Linked DNA regions of Oryctolagus cuniculus: region 2 is linked to region 1. The links are chromatin contacts, called in public Hi-C maps. All regions are on one chromosome and are shown on one strand. Each heading gives the region's core, a stretch centred on a gene start, on an enhancer-like site or on the middle of the called end of the contact. The rest is flanking DNA. Distances are from core to core; before and after follow the strand shown.

What was found. A called contact is a pair of places that touch in the nucleus more often than the background predicts.
Region 2: a Hi-C map of liver shows a contact between it and region 1, with 6 times the contacts expected there. The contact joins two enhancer-like sites. A contact is called at or near these places in 3 of 6 Hi-C or Micro-C datasets (ear pinna, liver and skin fibroblasts).

What each region holds. Positions count from the first base shown.
Region 1 is chr11:18,243,929-18,248,138 of mOryCun1.1, forward strand. No RefSeq gene overlaps it. Among named protein-coding and RNA genes, the nearest start is that of MAFB, 12 kb to the right of the region's middle. Within about 2 kb of position 1,648, at least 1 of the 8 cell types and tissues checked has an H3K27ac peak or open chromatin away from gene starts, as enhancers often do.
Region 2 is chr11:18,669,254-18,673,663 of mOryCun1.1, forward strand. No RefSeq gene overlaps it. Among named protein-coding and RNA genes, the nearest start is that of MAFB, 410 kb to the left of the region's middle. Within about 2 kb of position 2,133, at least 1 of the 8 cell types and tissues checked has an H3K27ac peak or open chromatin away from gene starts, as enhancers often do.

The DNA.
Region 1 (4,210 bases), core at 398-2,897:
GAGCTGGCCTGGAAGAGGGGCAATCGGGACAGAATCCGGCACCCCAACCGAGACTAGAACCCAGGGTGCCGGCGCCGCAGGTGGAGGATTAGCCTAGTGAGCCGCAGCGCCAGCCAAGGGGCATTTGCTCTGACTGTTCTCTTTGTCCCATTGCCCTGCCCTGAACTCTTCATTTGGTCTGTGGTTTCCTCGTGGTTCAAGTCTCAGCTTCAATGTTGTAGACAAACCTTCCCTGACCCTGTCTCTCACCTGCTCCACTCAGTGCCCCCTTGTCAAACTCCTCACTCAGACTTTGGCTTGTGAGGATACAGTTGTATGGTCACAGACTGAGCCTGTACCCCAGGGGTCAGCACTGTGAGGACAGGATGGTCACCTTGTGTCTTGGTGCCTTTCTCAGGGTCTGGTTCACTGTGGGTTTTCAACAAATAGGAGAGTTGACTGAACAAATGGTGCATGGATGGATGAATGGGTTGAACAGTGAGTGAGGGAGTGAGTGAATGAATATGTGGTGGTGTACAAAGCCTCCCTTTCCTTCAGGTGGCCTGAGAATGGGTGGGAGGGGCACACTACCTCTTGGATGGCCGAGCAGCCGGGGAGCCCTCTCAGCCCCTCCCACCTCGGGGGCTGTGCCTCACTCAGTGCCCCTGTTTCTCTCACTTGCAGCTGCAGCTCTTCCTTCTTGGTGATCTTCCCCCACCTCGGCCTTTTGTTTTTCTTTTAAGCTTTTTATTGTGAATGTTTTCAAACATTCAAAAGAAGAGAGAATGACAACAAACTGTCAGAGTATTTAAAACAAAAACAAACTGCAGAAGTCATCTCGTTTCATACATAAATACTTTAGGGGGCATTGCTGATAGATAAGGCCCTAAGAGTTTGTTAGCATAACCAAAACATCACATTTAGCTCCAAAAACAATTTTTAAACCAATTCCTTTAATAGCTCATGTCACCATTTGAATATTCCCAGTTGTCTCAAAAATGTCATTTTGCATTTAGTTGGTTGAGGCAGGCTATAAACATTGCATTTGATTAATATGTTTCTTAAGCTTCTTTTTAACTGTCTCCCCTTTCCTCCTCTCATTTTGAAACATCATTTATTTCTTTGTTCACAATGCCATCCATTTATCTTTTTTAAAATCCCATTTATTCCTCCGTGAGTCTGGGTCATTTATCCTGTAGGCGTTTCACGGTCTGGATTCACCGAGTGCCTCCTTGTGGTGGTGTTTAACATGTTCCTCCATCCCCTGTGTTTCCCAGAAACTCAGGACCGCATTCGATTTGTGGCCAGAAACTCGGTAGCTGGTGCTGTGCACTCGCCATTGTATCGCTTCCCAATGTCTGGTCGTCTCTCCCCTAACAGCATTAACGCTGATCCGTGGCTCACCCTGCCCTTCGTTAACTCCCCGCTCCTGTCTGTTTCCATTGCTCTATGAACTTGTTTTGCAAAACAAGTCAGGGAGGAACATGACTCATATGGCGTGGAAGTGAGCGTAGTAAGGTCTGAGGCCATGTGCACTGACGGAGAGCACCAGGTCCAGGTGAGAGGCTTCACTTCTGCACATCTCAGTTTCCTGAGAGTAAGACACTGCTGGTGAAGGTAGCTCTGAGGACTAACACCAGCGGAAGTGCTTGGCACAGGCATGAACACACAACACTAAGTGCCTACGGGGTATTGACTCACTTAATCCTCCTGATCTCCAGGGAGGCACAGGCTACCGTAGGTCCCGTCTCACATATGAGGGAGAGGAGACACAGAAAGGCTAGGAGACTTGCCCAAGGACACACAGTTCGTAAACGGCAGATCTGACCCAGCCTTTAAACACGTGAAGTGAGAGGGAGTTCCCTGCTGTCCTGCTGGAGGAGACCTTTCAGGCCGTGGGCACCTGCCAGTTCCCACCCTGAGGGATGAGCAGGAATAGAATGAGGCAGCCCTCACTGTGAGTGGTGTGTGTGTGTGTGTGTGTGTGTGTGTGGTGTCACCGTGCTTTACTCTGAGCTATCAAAATCATGATCTCTCCCCTCACTGCTCTTACATGGGCCTGAGTATGAGCAGCTCATGTGCTGGAGAGGGGTCTGGGGAACATAAGGTCCTACTGTCATTTAGGTGGAATTTTTTAAAGAAAAGATACATTTATTTATTTGACAGTCAGAGTTAGAGAGGAGGATGGAGAGATGTGGTCCACCCACTGGCTCACTCCCCCAGATGGCCACAATGGCTAGGGCCGGGCCAAGCTGAAGCCAGGAGCTCCATCTGGGTCCCCCTTGTGGGTGGCAGGGGCCCAAGCACTTGGGCCAGCCCCCAGTGCCTTCCCTGGGCCGACTGCAGGAAGCTAGATTGAAAGTAGAGTGGCCGGGACATGAATTGGCACCCATAGGGATGCCGGCATTGCCCACAGTGGCTTTCCCCACTATGCCATAGTGCTAGCCCCCTAGGCGGGATTTAATCTCCCCAGGAAAACTCTCCTAAAGACCAGAGAGGTTAAGTGAGTTTCCCAAGATCACACAGTACGAGTGCCATTGAGCCTGGACTAGAATCTCAGACTCTTCGAGCCTTGGGAGACTGTGTCTGGCTTTCTGGGTTCTTCTGTGCCCACGTGCCTGTGCCTGTCCTTGTCCTTCTGCCTCCCACCTCAGGACCCCCTGCATTGCAATCAGTTTGGCCAGAAAACGCCTCTGAGGGCACAAATGGACAAACACACTGGTGGAAGTTGCCTCAGCCAGGCAGAGTCCGCCTGGCATCTCATGGACACGCCCTTCTCAGCCACTACCATGAGCATCTGTGACTGCCAAGCCCTGCCTCCCCCCACCTCCCAAAGGCATTCTGGGAACTGCCCTGTGCTCCCTTCCGGTCTCAGTTTTGAAGCAAAAATCAAAGTGCAGAGCCAGGACTCGAACATGGTTTCAGGAGGGCCGGGGGTGGAATCAGGCTGTGATCACTGGTGCCAGTGCACCTGCTTTGAGGGCCGCGCGGGCAGCGAGGCCCCGGAACGAGCTCACCCAGGCTCACCTACAGTGGGGGTTGCTGCAGAGTGGCCGGGCTGCGCCTCTCAGCACCAGGGAGGTTCTGAGGTGACCTCTCCATCTGTCGTTGAGTCTACACCTGCGCTCAGACCCGGAGGGTGCCTGGGAGGCCCAGGGAGCCAGCACCGGGTGGGGACATCTGAGCTATGGAAGCAGCTCCTGTAGTCCAGTTTGTCTGATTGCAAAGGACTAGGTGATAATGGGAGGAGGCTCTGAGTCCCCTGAGCTGAGCCGGCGCCGCTGCCTGGGGGCTCCGTTGGCACCTCGAGCCCTAGGCAGTCACTAATGGACTGTGGCCGATCCCAGGGCTGATTGGCAGCCCGCCCCAAGGTCCTCAGGGAAAACCTGGGAGCCACAGGGGAGCTTCCGGTTGGCTCAAGGCAGAAGTGCTTTAGAGCCAGCCCAGGGAGTGAGACACAGAAGGGAGACACTGAGGGCCCCTAGCCACCTAGGGAAAGAGACAGCTGTGAAAAATGCCACCTGCTCATTTCCTCTCCTGCTGCCTCCCTGCCCGGCTCCCCTGGGCTGGCCAGGGTCATTCCCTCCCCACCCTCAACAGCCTGTAGTGGGGCCATTCAGAGTCTCAGAGATGTCCTCAAATAGCACCTTGGGAAGGGGGTGGCCACGGCAGCTCCCAGGACAGCAGAGAGAGGAGTTAACCTTTGGTCACTTGCTGAGAGCTGAGGCTCCCCTGTGCCCTGGGAAGGGCTCTGAGGCCCAGGACACAGTACCAGCAAAGACACAGAAGCACAGCCAAGCCAGAAACAGCACGGTGGGACAGGGAGCTCCACCATCAGGGAGCTGAGACTAGGGGGACAGAGATCTCAGCCCTTACCTGGCTGGCGATAGGGATCCACTGGAGGTTCCAAAGGGAGGGCAGAAGAGGGGAACCTAGGGTCTGCCCTGGTTCCTGGCTCTTTCTTCAGCACATTAGGTAGTGCAGAAGGCAAACACAAAACAGAGGTACCGGACCCTTTTCTAGGACAGCCAATATTTATGTGCCTTGTGCATCACCCAAATTTTATTCGTTTACCCAAAGAGTGGGGAAAAGGCGCTTTAGGAAACTGCTATAAATCCAGTGCACGTCACCATGGTAACCTGATTAGCAGCTAAATTAAGTTCATGATTAAGAAGAAATAAATAAAAATAACTCTCTTCCTCGGCTGGGGCTACCCACCGGGCCACTGGCG
Region 2 (4,410 bases), core at 883-3,382, 430 kb after region 1:
GACGAGCAGCCGAGCAGCTCCACACTGCAAGGCTGTGTGAGTTCAGGACACTGCGATCTCTCCGAAGCTCGCTCCTCTGTGGGCTGAAGATTGTGAGGTGAGAGTGAAACTGGATTCATCCCATGAAGCGCCTGCTGTGGTAGCTGCAGCCCTTTTCAGAACACGCCTTGCCTGTCGCTTCCCGCGGCACAGCGATCTGAACAACGAAGACATCTTGGTCTCCAAAGCTTCTGCTTAGAGCTGAGTTGGAAGAATCCAGCGTTTGTAACAAGTTAATCAACAAAATTTACTATGTTAATGGGCAAACCAAAGCACCAAAAAACCTACCCTGTTCAAAGTCACAAAACTGTTAGGAGGGACTCAAACTCACGTCCCCCAAAACTGCTTTGGAGGTTGGATTGTGTGGTCTCCAGATTGTCCTGTTAAGATCAGAAAAGCCAGGGTTTTTAATTAAAACCCAAGCTCTTCGATTCATCAAACATACTTCCTATCTCAGCAGCCACAGGGCTCACTATGGACCCTCCTCTAGCCTTAATAAATCAAGAAATAAAACAATACAAGCAGCTGCTGTCCTGCTTTTTTGGTGTTTCTCTCCAGAAAGTCTGGGACTCGGGACCCGTTCTAGGGGCCCCAGACCAGGAAGCTGCGCTCGGTCTGCCTGTGGCTGGTGTGGGCGCAGAATGCCTGGCCTTCTTGGGGTCTCCCATGGCAAGACCAGTGTCTGAGGTTGAGCACTGAGCTTGGGTCTTGCAGGCAGCCTGCCTTTGGTCCTCCAATTGCCATCTCCTGGCTCAGGATGTGCTTGGGGCAATGGAATGAACGAATTCATCTTGACAGCCCTGGGAGCTGAGCAGGAGCCTTGGGCGCTCACTCAGCGAGGCAGGTGAGGACCCTGGGTGCAGAGACAGGAGCAGGAAGAGAACGCTCTTCCTCCCTCCTCCCTTCTTCCCTTCCTCCCCTCCCCATCCCTCTGTTTGCAGCTCACAGACACAGGACAAAGATCACTTTATGACTTGGGTTCTGGTCTCTTTTTCTACAACGTGGTGATTGACAGGACCCATTTCCATCTGAGGAGGACCAAATGCAGTGCGCTTGTCTTGGTCTCCCAGAAGCACTGACATTTGATTTGACCCCAAAACAGTGCTCCTGGGGACAGAGAACGCAAGCCAGGTCAGTCTGATCTGAATGCAGACTCCCCCGGCAGTTCTTCGATGTGGGGAAATGACAGATCAAGTCTCCATTTCATCAAAGGATACGATGTGATAGATACGTTTCCCACACAGGGCTGGCAGGCCAGTACATGGTCAATGAGTGGCAGATGACATAACTCACCCCTCTCATCTCAGTCCTCCCAGCTAGAGAGGAATCTCTCCGTGCCCCTCCACATGCTGTCACTGTGATCCCCTTGGAAGACTGTTTCAGAACCATTGTCTGTTGTTGCAGACCAAACACAGCACACTGTAAATCCCTCGGAGGCAGGACTGCAGGCAGCCACGGAGCTGGGCAAAGAGATGGCCTCTCTGGTGCTGAGGTCTGTGAAGCAATAGGAAAACACCCTTGGGGGGTGATTGCTGACACAAAGTCCTTCCTGTTCCCAGCTGGAGGCAGAGGCCAGAGCAGAGGGAGGCAGGGAGCCAGCGCCAGCGGTGGCTTTCTTGGGAGCAGCTGGCTTATCGGAGCGAGGCGTGGACTCAGCACCAGGCTCTCCTTTCCCCACCCGCTGCATCCTGTGAGGGAAGCCATCAGAATGGGAGGTCGCCATATTGGCCAAAGCTCGTCCCGTGGGGCTTGGAGAGTGACAAAAGTGGCACGGAGTTCCTTTTCAGGGTGGTCCTTGACGGGAACAGAGCATCCAGGAAACGTTTGGATGATAGAACAGTAAAACAGAAACACATTTTCGGGGCTGAGAATTCCTGTTTGGGGTCCAAACTTTCAGACAGTATCACAGCCTTGATACAAACAGAATGCGCACTTCTTCCCTTTGGGGTTCAGAGGGCACAGGCTCCCTCCCCATCGCTTCCTTCTCTCCTGCACACAAAAGAAAGTTAAGCTGTGCACTCCAGAACGGAGCTGGAGACAGAGGAACCGTTTATTTAGAGCGGAGGAGACAGTTTCCAGTGGGTCTGTAGGGAAATGCCCTTTGCCCGCAGGCCCATGGCGCCCGGGCTGGGCTAAGCTGATTAAAGCTCCATTCAGAATCGCAATAACCCAAAAGATAGGCTAGGGCCACTGCCGGGCCTCAAGATTAGCCACTAAACTGATCGCTCTCTCTGGGATTGTGGCTGCTATATTTTTGGAAACTGGGCACTTCTTTTTTTCTTTTTCTTTTTTTTTTAAAGAAAAAAAAATTTCTATTTTCTCATGGCTCTGCTTGCGAACCTCATTAATTTCCCAAAGTCTCGACAGAGAACAATTGCTCTAATTCCATCTGGCAGGGATCTAAAGCCTGGAAATTTCTCATATAATATAAAATATATGGAGAATGAATAGACACACTTAAATATGACCTCTGTAATAGATGGCCCAGTATATATAATAGGCTACACCCCATACACAAACACGCACATATGTGTATATAAATATTTTTTTCCTTGCCTTCCTGCCCTTATCCTGGAATTCTCCGCCATTTGGCCTGTCCCTGCTTATTAATGATGTTTCCAGAGCAGAGCTCATTGGTGCATTTTCAGCAATGGGCTGATTAATAGGTGGGCACGGGGGAGCTCTTTGGAAGCCAGGGTATTGCTGGCTTGTTGACCTTGGTGCTCCAGGGATAGTCTTGCTTCCAACTATGGAATCTCAGTTAGCATCATAAATTGTGGAGCCACCGGTTTTATTGCCCTTCTGCCTCCTGCTGGGAATGTTGTTTCTCTTTAATAATGGGCTGAGCAGCAGCAAGGAGCACTTCCCTCCTCCTTCGCCTCCTCCTCCCTCCCTGCCTGGCCCTGTGCGTTCTTACCCCCACCTCCACTCTCCGCCACCCCACAGCAGCCCTGATCACCAAAACAGGCACACAAACACACACGTACACACTCGGAGAAGGCACCACACGCTTGCATCCATGCGTCACTTACATGCAAACAAGCGTGCACACACACACAGGCCTGCATACATACGTGTAGCAGGATCACACACATCTATGTGCAATATAAACACCCGTTTGCGTATATCTGCATGTATATATTTGGAAATCCATCATTCCCCCTGCGTTGAGCTGGGTGGACTTAGTAAGGACACGCCTCCCTTTCCTTGGCACAGCTAAATAAGACAGGGATTTTCTAAAGGCACTTCACTAAACATCAAAGAAAAACAGAAAGCAACCAATCTCAGAAAATAGGAAGAACATAAAAACAGTCTTGTTTTCAAAATAGAAGCTTAGTAGAAACCTAGGAGGCCTGGCCTGCCTTCCAAGTGCTGTTCTTCAAAGAGCAAAGAAAAGCGTCCTTGCTTCCTCATTTCATGGATCCATGGCCTGCGAGAGCCATCCCGCTGCACTGGCCTCAGAGATGAGTGTCCACACACAGGCCTGTCCTGCAGCTGGATCCCAGGTGAGATTTAGACCCTCTCGCGTCTCTGTCACCCACTGCTTACAAGGAGCAAGCCCAGACTTACGCCTCAGATCTCTGCTTCCTCCTTAGTTACTTGGGGAAGCCCGCTGGGGCCTCCTTGTCAATCATTGTCTTCTCTTCACTCCCAAGAGTGCTATGCTTCTTTTCCCTCTTTTCACCATCACAGTTGCAAATTTGTGTTTATTTATGGGAGTATTTGGTGAATGTCTGTCTCCTTGGTTGGAATGTAAACTCCTCAGTGCAGGGGTCCTGCATCTGATTTTGTTCACCCTTAAATCTCCAGCCTCAATCCCACTGCCAGGAACGTAGTTTGCATTGAATAAATATTTGCTGATTGAATAAGCAACCCTTCTGTATTGGATTACAAATAAGAGAGGTGACTTCCTAAATCCACTCCAGTTCGAATGGCTAATTGAACAATCTGTCTCTGTGTCCTCGCACTTTCCCTTGGTCCCCTGCTCAGATCCCCTTTACTGGGAGCTGTGTTTGTGTCTCACAGTGGATCCTTCTTCAGAACATGACTCTGGGGTCTGTGAGCAGTCTCACCCAGAAATGCCTGGAAAGCTACATCTCCCCAGGAATGGGTCAGGAGCCAGCCAATGGCCAACTACTATCAGAGGAGAAAAATCTGTCACTCTCACCCCAGGCTGGGAACTCCCTTTGGTGCCATTCAGGATCTGGAGCTACCTGTGGGCTGAGGCTGAGACCGAGACCACAGTTCAGCTGAGCCCACATCTTTTTTTATTTGAGAGGGAGGAGACAGGAGGGAGGTTGAGGGAGAAGAGAGAGAGAGAGAGAGAGAGAGAGAGAGAGAGAGAGAAGGAGAGAGAGAGAGATATGTCTA